Regions from separate parts of the Mus musculus genome. Here all the other regions are linked to region 1. A link is a contact called in public promoter capture Hi-C data. All regions are on one chromosome and are shown on one strand. Each heading gives the region's core, a stretch centred on a gene start, on an enhancer-like site or on the middle of the called end of the contact. The rest is flanking DNA. Distances are from core to core; before and after follow the strand shown. Region 1 holds the start of Doc2a (double C2, alpha). Region 2 holds the start of Fbrs (fibrosin). Region 3 holds the start of Ccdc189 (coiled-coil domain containing 189).

Evidence for each region. Promoter capture Hi-C pulls out the DNA fragments that hold promoters and counts their contacts. Capture Hi-C pulls out chosen DNA fragments and counts their contacts.
Region 2: a promoter capture Hi-C map of hippocampal neurons shows a contact between it and region 1, with 2.5 times the contacts expected there. The contact joins the promoter of Fbrs here to the promoter of Doc2a in region 1. A contact is called at or near these places in 1 of 39 promoter capture datasets (hippocampal neurons), 6 of 115 datasets of contacts at active chromatin or transcription factors (bone marrow-derived dendritic cells, double positive thymocytes, embryonic stem cells and 3 more) and 1 of 9 other capture datasets (pancreatic islet).
Region 3: a promoter capture Hi-C map of adipose tissue shows a contact between it and region 1. The contact joins the promoter of Ccdc189 here to the promoter of Doc2a in region 1. A contact is called at or near these places in 2 of 39 promoter capture datasets (liver and pre-B cells), 4 of 115 datasets of contacts at active chromatin or transcription factors (large pre-B cells, microglia, pro-B cells and 1 more) and 2 of 9 other capture datasets (adipose tissue and liver).

The regions. Positions count from the first base shown.
Region 1 is chr7:126,846,242-126,850,273 of GRCm38.p6, forward strand. Doc2a (double C2, alpha) reads left to right here and starts at 1,312. Exons shown (of 11, transcript NM_010069.1): 1 at 1,312-1,791; 2 at 2,174-2,621; 3 at 2,979-3,058; 4 at 3,241-3,315; 5 at 3,421-3,530. The coding sequence starts at 2,345.
Region 2 is chr7:127,476,474-127,480,625 of GRCm38.p6, forward strand. Fbrs (fibrosin) reads left to right here and starts at 2,485. Exons shown (of 18, transcript NM_010183.2): 1 at 2,485-3,172; 2 at 3,463-3,642. The coding sequence starts at 2,726. Prr14 (proline rich 14) reads left to right here. Exons shown (of 11, transcript NM_145589.2): 11 at 1-285. The coding sequence ends at 187.
Region 3 is chr7:127,586,679-127,591,051 of GRCm38.p6, forward strand. Ccdc189 (coiled-coil domain containing 189) reads right to left here and starts at 1,917. Exons shown (of 9, transcript NM_001033040.3): 1 at 1,199-1,917; 2 at 886-917; 3 at 145-210. The coding sequence starts at 1,411. Rnf40 (ring finger protein 40) reads left to right here and starts at 2,020. Exons shown (of 20, transcript NM_172281.2): 1 at 2,020-2,133; 2 at 2,247-2,450; 3 at 2,834-3,001; 4 at 3,079-3,220; 5 at 3,829-4,035. The coding sequence starts at 2,319.

The sequences.
Region 1 (4,032 bases), core at 62-2,561:
CAGCAGTGCCATTAACTCATTTAATTAGTAAGTTAAGAGTGCTGAGACTTGAATTTTGCCCATTTCATAGGTGACTGGTATTGTGTTATATAATGTGACTTTATAGTATTCTTTTAAAAAAGTTTTAAAATACAAACATGTAAAATTTACATGTAACGACTACCATGTTATCTTTTCTTTTTCTTTCTTTCTTTTTTTTTTCCAGAGACAGTTTCTCTGTGTAGCCCTGGCTGTTCTGGAACTCACTCTGTAGACCAGGCTGGTATCGAACTCAGAGATCCGCCTGCTTCTGCCTCCCGAGTTCTGGGATTAAAATTGTGTGCCACTATGCCCAGCCCATGTTATCTTTTTTATTTGGTGTTAGGGATCATACACTGTACCAGGGGCCGCAGGCCTGGACAATGTTCAAGTGTACAGTTAGTCAGTATTAAGCATAGTCACATGTTGGGCAGAAGAATTTCTCTGTTGAGTCCCAATATTTAGTGAGGCTGACTTAGTGTCAGGCCGGTCCGAGATGAATCAGCCCCTGTTCTCTGCCGCAACTCCCCGGCTGTAAACAGGGAGATTTAAACTGTCATCAGAGCTGAGTCTAAGGGTTATGGATAGAGGAATATAGAGAGATATAAGTGTGTGTGTGTGTGTGTGTGTGTGTGTGTGTGTGTGTGAGTGTGTGTGTGTGCACTCCAGAAGACTGCTAGGATCAGGTGACTGTAATGACCCGGAAGGCAGTTTTCAGGAGCAAAGGATCCTAGAGGTGGCGGCAATGCTCTGAAACTGAAGGTTACTTGCCAGCTGTGGCCAGGGGATTCTTGGCTTGAAGGGCCTCTCTGAGGATTTGGTCTTTCCAGGAGGTAAGTTCAGGACGCAAGAAAATCAAAGGTTAGGGTTGAAGCCTCCTGTTAGCACACAGCCTGTAATCCCAGTGAGGTAGGAGAGTCAGGAGTTCAAGGCCAACCCAAGCTTCCCATCTGGCTAATGCCCATTAAGATATTTAAAAAACAAGACAGAAGGCTAGTGGCGAGAGGCAGGAGGCAGTTCGTGGTAACTGAAGGTTCGAGGGACAGAACTGGAGATGACAGAGGGTGGTGGGAGATGTGGGTCTGATAAAGAGACCTAGGTTCTAAGGGCTGAGTTGAATCACAAGATGGAAGGAGGGATGGGAAAGCCAGTCTTCTTCCGAATGTGGTTCCCCAGAGCGGCAGGAGCAGGTCTCTCCTCTTTCGCCGGCGGGTCCCTAGGTCACTGCGGATCTCTAAGCCACACCCACGGACACCCAGGGGTAGGACAGCTGCCCTTTCCTTTCCCCTCTGGTGCTTTCTAGGATGGGGGTGTGAGTGGAAACCAGCGTCGCTATGGCAACCAGGCCGGGTGGTCGGGCCCTGGAGCCCTGGGAGCCAGCGAAGGCGAGAGGCGGGGCAGCGGGAGGCGCCAGGGCTGCGCGGCGGGGCGGGGGCCTGGGTCTCCCGGGAGGAGCTGGGGAACACCGGGCGCCTCTCGCGGAGGTGCACGCCAAGTTCTCGGGTGAGTGTGCACGCGTGTGAGCTGGCCCAAGGCTCACGGGCGGGCGTGAGCACGAGCACACGTGTCGAGTGTGCACTCGCGTGCGTTCTGGGGCCCGTGTCTGGCCCTCTGCGCCCCGCGCCCCTCCCGGCCGCCCGCAGCAGCTCCCGCCACTCCCGCCCCGCGCCGCTTCTCGCTCGGTCCTCGCCCGCCGCGCCGCAGTCGCCGCCGCCGCCCAGCCTGCGCCCACGGGCCGCCCGTGCCGGGCACCTGTTGGAGGCTCAGGGACAGGTGCGGGGGCTGGACTGGCCAGGGGAGCGCGGGTGAGGGTGAGAGGCGGAGAAAACGAGGCAGGGGGTCCCTACCTTGGGAGAACGGATGACCCGGGTTAGGGATAGGCAGGCAGGCAGGCAGGCAGGCAGAAGCTTGGGCTGAGTGAAGAGAAGCCTAGAGGGGTGGGTGACACCCTGGCCAGCCCCGCGCCTGGTGCAGAAGATGGCCAGAGCTTCAGAGCAAGCAGCAAAGGAGGGAAGCTGTGGGGTCCCTGGAGGACTTGAGGGGATGGGGACAGAGGGAGAGCCCAGGATGAGAGGAAAACCCTGGAAAGGTGACAGAGGGACAATGTGCAGGTAGTGAGCAGGGTTAAGGGGGAGTCACGACCTGTCTGCTTTAGGACTGATCTGGCAACCCACCCAGCCCTTTGTGAAGCCAGGCCTCCTGCCTGCCCACCAGCCAGCGCAGATCATCTTTTCCCTCGACACCCAGGAAGGGAGGGCAGTGAGGTTCCTACAGACCCCAGCCGGCCACTCCAGCTCTACACCCGTCTCCCAGTCAGAGGTGCTGCATGAGGGGCCGCAGGGGCGATCGCATGACCATCAACATCCAGGAGCACATGGCCATCAACGTGTGCCCTGGACCCATCAGGCCCATCCGCCAGATCTCCGACTACTTCCCTCGCAGGGGGCCAGGACCAGAGGGTGGCGGCGGCGGCGGTGGCACGGGCTGCGGGGAAGCCCCAGCTCATCTGGCCCCTCTGGCTCTGGCCCCCCCTGCGGCTCTCCTTGGGGCCACTACACCCGACGATGGAGCTGAGGTAGACAGCTACGACTCGGATGATACCAGTGAGTCTGGGGGCTCAGTGAGCTTGTGGGAGAGAGCAGCCTCCTGAATGTGTGCGTGGAGGATGGGGAGGAGGGAGGGCAGTCCCGCCACCACAGCTGCAGTCTGGGTGCAGATTACAGCTTCAGCAAGGCTCAATATTCAATATTTCTGCTGAGACACTCCACCACCCACACAGACAGTTGCGGCCGAGCCAGGGACCTAGACGCAGGCATGCACATGGCTGCTCAGCCTCCTGCACATACACTGGCAGGCCAGCAGAGATGTGGACACATCCTTTTAGCCACCAGGTCTCACACCTTGACCTGGACCAAAGACTCATACTACCTTCTCTCTCTCTCCTTGCCCTTTTTCTGCAGCCGCCCTGGGCACACTGGAATTTGACCTTCTCTATGATCAGGCTTCCTGCATGCTGCACTGTAGAATCCTCAGGGCCAAGGTGTGTATCCCTCCTTCCTAGGCTGTCACCCTTGGGGAGAGGTTCCATCTTCCCCCCAATCAGAGGTACTCCTTCCTGCTCCTTCTGCATCTCTGGAACTGTACTCTGTGGGGAATCTAGTCCTGCAGGAGGCGGGAGAAAGGCTTGGGGGTCTAAAGTCCCCTTTGCATCCTGTCCTCCAGGGCCTCAAGCCCATGGATTTCAATGGCCTGGCTGACCCCTATGTAAAGCTTCACCTCCTGCCAGGAGCCTGCAAGGTATGTCTCCTTCCAGGACCGGCTTGGTTTATGGGTCCCTTCCTACCCCCACCTTTGGGGCTGGCAGGGTCCATGCATCAGAACCCTTTGTCCCCCATGCCCCAGGCCAATAAGCTAAAAACCAAGACACAGAGGAACACACTGAACCCTGTGTGGAATGAGGAGCTGACGTACAGCGGGATCACGGATGATGACATCACCCACAAGGTGCTCAGGTGAGGGCAGCGCCTCTGGGCAAGCTGGCATTGTAATGTTTGTTTGGTCCATCTCTTTATGTCCGATCAAGACTGTCTCGTTGATACCCCACCATACCCAGTGGCTCCCCAGCCCCTCAGCAGCAGGTTCAAATGTTCTTACAGGTCTTCTAGCTGGGGCCTGGGTTTGGCATCCGAAGGCCTTCAGCCGTGCCTACAAGTTCTTGGCTTCCCCTGCCAACCTCAGTCTTTGATATCTGAGGCTCAGCCCCAAACATGCCTCTTCTGGAAAGATTTCTCTGCTCTCCAAGACCCCCTTCCATAGCCTTTGGCTTCAGTCAGATCTACACACCCCGGGCTGCCTGCCCTATGCCATATCTACCTATAATCTGAGGAGGAAAGTCTTCCCGGTCAGAGAACTTGCCACCACCCTAGGTGTGAGAAAGCACCCCTAAAGGAGAGTGTGGCAGCTGAGTCCAGGCCAGGAAAGACTTTACTCCTGAGTAATAGAGAGCCGCAGAGG
Region 2 (4,152 bases), core at 1,235-3,734, 630 kb after region 1:
TCGGGACAGTAGCCTTCCTCGATCCCGGCGACCATCACGAGGGGTCCGCACCGCAGCAAGCAGAACCCTTACTCCCAACCTGGCACCCAGCCAGGATGTGGGGTCTCTACTGCAAGAAAGGCTGAGGGAGCTAGATGCCTTGCTCCTGGAGGAGGAGACAGATAAGGAACACCCTTGTCACCTCTAGGAGCTCCAACTATTTGTCCATCCGTCCTTTAGGTAGGGGAGAAATCTCTGAATCAATTGTATTTTTTTTCTCTATATTTCTATAAAGTTTTCAATATATGTTTCTGACTCCTTTGTGCCTCCAGCAGAGTTTGAAATCAATTAATTAAATGAGCTGATGTTTTTATGTTGGTCACCAAAGGACTAGAAAACAGGAGATAGTAGCAGAGAAAAAAAGGGTTGCAAAAAAAAAAGAAAAAATGCAGTGGTCACTGGAAATTGCCCACCCCACTCTCATCCACTGGCAGGGCTGGGGGATCAAACCTAGAATCTTGTATATACTACCTCTGAGCTCCATCCCCAGTCCAGAGATGACACTTGAGAGCTGCTTTATGTGGTGCTATGTATACCATGGATACACAACTCTTACATCATAGAATGAAAAGGCCTTGGAACAGGTTAAGGCCTTGAAGATGTTATTTACTCCTCCCAAATGCTGCCATCGCCAACTTAGGACAATCTATCATAGAGAGTCGACCGGCACAAAGTCTGTTAGGGAATTTATCACTATTTTATATCGACAAGAAAACAAGGGTTGTCAAGGAAATGTCCACATTAAAAGAACAGCCAGGGCCAGTGAGATGGCTCCACTGAAAAAGCGCTTGGTACATACATAAGCTTAGTAACCAGAGTTTGATCCCCAAAACCCATGAACATGTTGAAGACTCTACAAAGTTGTCCTCTCGTCTCAACATACATCTAATGGCACTCGCACCCTCACATACATCATGCCCACACACTAATGATACATTAAACAATCAGATCAGAGTGGTACAACCTAAGTGCTGCAGTTGGTGGCACAGTGGCCAGGACCTTCACTCTGGAGCTAGAATCCTGGCAGTTTGTATACAGATACCTTTGGTAAAATGGATCGGAGAGCAAATATTTACCTCGGAACTCATTACCAAGTGAATTAATGTGAGAGAGTACTTCGCACTGGAGTGCAAAGTGTTTATTATTGTTGAGCACAGGAAGGGACGGCCACTGGGAGCTTGGTCTCCGCCCCACCTCTGACTCTCGCGGATCGTGCTTGGGTTTTCTGAGACGCCACGGTAGACAGATCCGCCCAAAGACGGGCAGAAGGCATTAGCGCCATGCGCTTGCGCGAAATACCAACAGGCAAAAAGGCAGCCACTACACACCAGAAAAGCGCACCTAGGACAGCCTAACGCCTACCAGTGGCCTGCTGCCTACCACTCCAGGCACCACCTCCCAGTGCCTCGCACTGTCTCTCAGTAGATGGCCAATAAACAGAGAGCAGGAAGAGGCGGGTGGCCTAAGGAACTGCTCCAAACACCTACTTCGGACCAGTCCAGTCACAAGACCTGGGGAGGGCGGGGCTAACCTGACAACCCAATCCCACATTTGAAGGCTGTTACGTCCGGCACTCCGGCGACTTTGACTCCGCCCTTTGCATTGACGTTTACTTGCCAACCTATAAACGACTGAGCCTCGGAGGGAGGGGGAAGGAGGCGGAGAGAGGAAGGAGGCGTTGGCTGAGGAGGAAGAGGGAGGAGGGGCAGGGAAGTTCTGGTGGAGAAGAGCCGTAGACGCCGAAGAAGACAACAGGAGGATACGGCGGAGTTCCTCACTGTCCAGTGGCCTTTCCGGATCCTTCTAGCTACAAGCCGGTTAGGAACGGAGGAAAGGAGGAAGAGTCTTTTATGTCGGAGGACAGAGAGAGAAGCTCTATCCGTCACCGTTGCCTCACATCCGGGACTTTGGACGGCAGGCTCCGCCCCCTTGCACCTTTCAAGGCTACGGGAGGCGGAGACCTCGTTAAATCTCCTTAAAGGGGTGGGTACCGAACTCGGCCGACTCCAACGCCAGTCTTAAAGGGGACAGCAGAAGCTGACAAACAACTCCTGCTGGAAGAATTGGGGCAAGTGGAGTTTTCCTACCTCCTGCCCCACGCAAGAAGTTCATTAAATTCATCTTAAAGGGGAAGTGACAGCCTGTGAAGGGCTAGAAACTTAGCTACGCTCTCTAAAAAGGGACGACTCGCTGTTTGAAGGCCTCTGGACTCTTTAAAGGGGTGGCCTCTTTCAGCCGGAGGACTTGAGACACTTTTAAAGGGGAAGTCGTGCTTTCCGCCCCTTTTAAAGGGGTGGTCCTTCCTCTTCCTCTGGGAGACTTGCCTCGACCCCTGGCACGGGGCCGCCACCGCACTAGACCAGCCGGACACGGTGGAGTCGTCTTAAAGGGGCCGGGGGCTGGACAATTTGAGGCCTCGCCTTAAAGGGACGGCCGCCCAGTTTTAGTCGTCGCGGCCCCGCCAGCCCTACAGGGGGGGCCTTCAGGCTTGTCGCCCCGGGGGCGGCGCCGGCTCTCTGGGCCTTGGCCTTGGGGCAAGCCAGAGGCCAGCGGATCCTGTTTTAAAGAGGAAGCCGGAGCTCTCCCGTCCCTGTGCAAGCGCCAGCGCCGCGCTCGCGACCCGGGGCCTGTGGACAGGCCGCTTCGGGCCCCGCCGCCTCCGGATGCGGCGCTGAGGGCCGTCACCATGGAGACGGCCGCGGCCCCAGGCCCGGGCTGGGCAGCTGAAGGGGAGCGGCGACGGAGACGCTGCTCGCGGCGAGACCGTGATCGGGAGCAGCGGCGCCGCCGAGGTCCAGGCGGTGACGCGCCCCGGGCCTTGTTGGCCGCCCCGCGAGGCTCTTCATCCTCCTCGTCACCGCCGCCGCCCGCCCGTCCCTGGTCGTCAGCTTCATCTGGAGAGCGGCCTGGGGGCCTACGACGGCGGCGGCCCCGACCCAGGCCTCGACCCCCGAGACCGCGAGCTCGGAAGCGGCCTGCCGGTTCGGGCAGCCGCGGAGAGGAAGAGGACGAGGAGGAAGAGGGGGGCGCAGACGACGGAGAAGCCGAGGAGGAGCCTGAGGAGGAGGAAGAGGAGGAAGACCTGATCGATGGTTTTGCCATCGCTAGCTTTGCCAGCCTTGAGGCCTTGCAGGTGTGCCCTAATGGGATTTGGGGGTCTTTGGGAGGTGGGTCAGAAGGGCAGAGAGAAGGGTATAGCCCTTACAGAGGATGGGGTTGAGGGGGCAGTGGTGACACCCCAAACCAGAGCAACCGGCTCCTCTTGCCGGGTTTCTGCCCCACCCTGGGGTGGGAGGAGGTAGAGCTAGTGTCTGGGGACTACCTAGGTTCCCCTGCTTGAGAGGCACTTGAGTAACTTGGTCACCCTTAGAGAGTTAAGGAGCTTTTCTTTCTCCAACCACATTTCCACCACCTCTTCTACAGAAGGATGCATCTCTTCAGCCCCCAGAACGACTGGAACATCGGCTGAAGCATTCTGGGAAACGGAAGAGGGGGGGCTCCAGTGGGGCCACTGGGGAACCAGGGGACAGCTCAGACCGTGAGCCTGGCCGACCCTCTGGGGATAGGCCCCGTAAATGGCCCAATAAGCGAAGAAGGAAAGAGGTGAGCATGTCCCAGATTCCAGTCCTTCCAATTTGTTCAGTCGGAATATATCATTCCTGTAGACTGACTTCCCACGAGCATCACAACTGCCGATCCCAGCAGTAATCCTAGTGTCTAGGAGCACAGGGGAAGGCAGAACAAATTGGACAGCAGCCCCATCTCCAATCCAGGTCTGAAGGACCTAACTAGAGTCAAACTCACTTGCTTTTGCTTGTGCTATGTATACTACTAACAAGCTGATAATTCAAGAGATACATCAAAGACAGCTGAATTATAAATAAGAGATGTCCTGTCCTTTCCTCTAGCTGGTGGCAGCCTAAGGGGAAAGAAACAGCCAAAAAGCAAGCACCTAGACTAGCTTGAGCAGCTGTGTAAGGCAGTGATCTGGGAGAGATCTAGGCAAAGTGCTACAGAAACCCACATGAGGAAGCCACTCATTCTGTCTGGGGGATGGGCAGAGGGTTGCGGTTAGGGAAAGCCCCCTAGAACGTCTTGGGCCCCAGTGTAGTC
Region 3 (4,373 bases), core at 667-3,166, 740 kb after region 1:
TGTTAATGGCTGAGCTGCCTCTGCAGCCCTGAACACAAGCCTCTTCTCGTCTCCATTGCCTGACACTCACTCTATACTTTAAAGTTTGTCATTTCTTGTGTCTCCCCTCCCAAGAGTTCAGTCTCGCCCAACTCAAACCCATACTCTCTCATCTTTTCCACAGTGGCTGCCTTCTCCAGTCTGTGCATAGAATGGATGTCCAGGTATTTCCTGTCAGGAAAAGATGAGACAAATCACTGGTGGTTCATACAACTTCCCCGATGGGGCTGCAACTTGGAGAGTTTCAGTGGGGATCAGGAGCTGAGACTTGGCGAACTTGCTAAGGAACCTTTAGCAAATCATTTCACTGTCAACGGGGAACATCATGGTCTAGAATCCAGTCTGTAGATTTAGCAGATTTTTTTTTTATTTATAAACCCACTGATTAGAAAAGAGTTGTGCCAGGTAGTGGTGGTACACTCACTGTACCCAGCACTGTGAGGCAGAGGCAGGCGGATCTCTTGAGTTTGAGGCCAGCCTGGTCTACAGAGTGAGTTTCAGGATAGCCAAAGCTACAAGGAGAAACAATGTCTTGAAAACCCCCCAAAAAACAACTTTGAGTCCTTGTCTTGCTCTGTGTGACCTTGATGAAGTCCCCTGGGCCTTGGCATCGGTGTGCACAGTGCTCCATCATTGCAGCTGTGTACATTCCTGCCTTTGCCTCCCTTCTCACACCGCCACTTTACACTGAGGCACCTGGCACGCTGGTGACTCGTTACCTTGAGCACTTCTCAGTCTCATCTTTGTAAAACTGGAGAGCCCTGGCTGGACAGGACTGTTGAGGACACCTTACAGGAGTAATACAAATGAGAAGTGTAACTTTTCCCCTGGGCTCTCCACACTCACCACATACAGATCCGGGGCTGGGGTAGTGGTGGCTGCGGAGAGAAGACAGATTATGGGACAAATAGATACGACAGTATGTATCCCCTAGTCCCTAGTACCTCATGAATTTCTAGCAGGTCTGAGTGTGCTATAATTTTAACTATAGCAAAATAGGTAAAACCGGGCTTCGGTGGGCTCGAAATACTATTTAGCAGCCTATTTACAATCAAAGCAACTCCAGGAAATTCCCTAATGTTGATAAACGTAATGACTGGCGGCACCTTTTTTGGGAAACCTAAGTATTCACTAGAGGACAACTCTGTCCCGCCCTCACCGGGAACAAGTTGGCTCCAGGATCTTCAGCCACTTCCACAGGGCTACTAGTGGCTTCTGCGGGCGACTCGGTCTGCATGTCTGTTCCGTTCCTTATGGCCGAGCCGTCCACCGAGCTGGGACTCCTGTCCAGTTCCTCCTGCAATTTGGGAGATTGTTCCGACTCCATCTGCACCTTCATTCCCAGGCTCTGGCTGGAACTGGGGGTAATCATCTCTTCGTCCTTCTTAGCCTCAGTCAAGGGCTCTCCAGCCTGGGCTCTGGGACAGCCAGCTCTCCCACTGCAAAGCCCGGTCCTGCCCCTTCTAGTGTTTCTTCAGAGGCGGTGAAGCGAGAGGCAGCCAATCCGCAGAGGGCGTCTTCCCAACTTGTCTCCCCGGTGACCGTTGTTAAGGAAAGTAGAAAGTACAAGCCCACGCCAATCATTGAAAAGATAGAGCGCATGCGTAACGAGTTGCACGTGCCTCTTAGAAGTTGCTTGTAAGGGTGCTTTTGAGGGTCGGTCTTTTTAAAGATTTAATTTAAATCTTTAAAAGATTGTGTTTGTGCGTGCGTGTGCGCACATATGTACAGGATGTTCGGGAGGGCTCCGCGGAGGCCAGGAGAGGATGACGGATCCTCTGGATCTGGAGTTACAAGGGGTCGTGTACCGAGTACCCCGAACAGCAGCAAAGGCTCCACCCCTCCATCTCCTAGTGCAACTGCGGGGTCAGTAACTATGGGAACCGCCTGCTGGCCAATCATTAAGAGAAATACAGTCCGTCGCGGGGTTGGAGGGGTGGGACTAAAAGACTCGAGAGGAGGAACCAAGAGCTACCAATAGAAACAGGAAATAAGTTTCGCCACATCCGGAGCGGCTCTGACGCCTGCGCTGTGCGTCTGGCGGCCGGTGACGTCCGGTGAAATCCAAGATGGTGGCGCTTGGCTGACCCTACGGTAAGTGCGGACCCCCGTCCGGCGGGGGCGGGGTCCGGGAGATATGTCCAGGGGGACGCTCAGGACTGCGGAGCTCCAGACGCATCCACAGCTCAGCTCTCTGTTTTCTGCAGGTGACGGAAGTGCCGCCTCCACCCGCCTGCCAGCCCCGGAGAGCCCTGAGTTGCCCCTCCGCCACCGCCGCTATGTCTGGCCTCAGCAACAAGCGCGCCGCCGGCGACGGGGGCTCAGGACCCCCAGAGAAGAAGATGAACCGCGAGGAGAAGACCACGACCACTCTAATCGAACCCATTCGTCTCGGCGGCATTTCTTCCACGGTTGGTGGGCTTTTGCGAAAGTCACATTTGGCCTGCGCCCAAAGTGTTTGGAATCTTGTGTGTGCTCGTGTGTATATACACAAACCGGGTGGTGAGGGTGGGTGTGCCAACGGCGTGAATGTGATCAGAGAACAACTTTACGGAGTCCCTTCTGGCCTTTTACTTATGCGCACATATGTTCCCGTAAGTCCTGTGTGATGTGTCTGAGTTGGAAACAGGTAGGGGCAGGAACGGAATGTGAAGCTCTCATGACTAGCATATTCTCTTTGCAAGTGTCTGAGCCTTGCTATATACCTCTCCCCTTTCAGTCTAATCCTTGTCCTATTGTGTGTCAGTGATGGTTCAGGGTCCTGCCCGACACTCTGCCTCTTCCCTTCTGGTAGGAGGAGATGGATTCCAAGGTACTGCAGTTCAAGAACAAGAAGCTGGCGGAGCGGTTGGAGCAGCGGCAAGCCTGCGAGGATGAGCTCCGGGAGAGAATTGAGAAATTGGAGAAGAGGCAGGCCACTGATGATGCCACACTCCTCATCGTCAACCGCTACTGGGCCCAGGTGGATGCCTGAAGAGCGAGCGTCCTACTGGGAGAAGCCCTGAGGCATTCCTAACCTCTTGTTCTTTCTTCTTTCAGCTGGATGAAACTGTAGAAGCCCTCCTCCAGTGCTACGAGAACCAGAGGGAACTGTCTTCAGGGACAGAGGTGCCTGGGTGCCAAGAGGGCCTGACCCGTGATGTGATCCCTCGACCAGACCCAGGGACATCAGATCTGAGGGGTAGGACCAGGGCCCTGGGGAGCTTATGTTCTCAGAAAGGTTTTGAGGAGGAGGTGACTTTGATGTGGGGCTACCGAAATGCCCGGCACTTGGGAAGCAGAAGTTGCTGTCCTGGAACTCACTTTGTAGACCAGGCTGGCTTCAAACTCAGAAATTTGCCTGCCTCTGCCTCCCGAGTGCTGGGATTAAAGGCGTGTGCCACCACGCCCATCGTGAGACTCTGTCTTAAAAACATGGGTTTTTTGTTTTTTTTTTTTTTTTTGGTTTTTTTAATATTCTTTTTTAATGGAATGAACAAAGTTTTAGAATCTAATTGGATTTTCATAATCCCAGCCTTCTGAAAAGTAGAAGCAGAAGTCTTTCTGTTTATCAATTAATTCATTTATTTTGGTTTTTCAAGACAGGGTTTCTCTGTGTAATGTTGGCTGACTTGGAACTCACTCTGTAGACTAGGCTGGCCTCAAACTCAGAGTGTGCTGGGATTAAAGGTGTGCGCCACCACCACCCGGCAGCCATGGAATACCAAGCAGCTTATTCTGGGACTTGGTAGAGGTTGATGGTCCCTGCTGTGGCCTTTCATTCTGATGAGGATTCTCTGTCCCTTCCAGAACCGCTGCCAGTGCAGTTTCGAGCCCCTCTCAGTGAGCCGGCCTTGGCTTTTGTGGTGGCACTGGGCGCCAGCAGCTGTGAGGAAGTGGAGCTGCAGCTGCAGGGTCGGATGGAATTCTCCAAGGCTGCCGTGTCTCGGGTGGTCGAGGCCTCGGACCGCCTGCAACGGCAGGTGGAAGAACTCTGTCAGCGAGTATACAGCCGGGGTTAGTTCTGTGGACCCTACCCTGAGAAATCCACCCTGGCCTGCGTTGTTCAGAGTCCCCAGTAAATGTCAGCCTTGTTCTTGTTGGGACAACTTAGTTCAGACGGGGATTTCAGCTTTAGTTCCTGAAGTGGGGCTCTAGAGAGACGGCTGGAGGAGCTGTTGATGCTGGCAGGGTCACAGCCCTTCAGCAGGAGGGCTCTCTGGAACTTTGCACCAACCTCAGGGGTAGCTATTGTCCCACTACACTGAGAGGCAAGTGCCCAGGCTTTTTGAGGCAAGGGGTTTTTTCCTCCTGCCCTTAATTCTCCTCCCTAGTGTCCATTTTCTTGGCTGAAT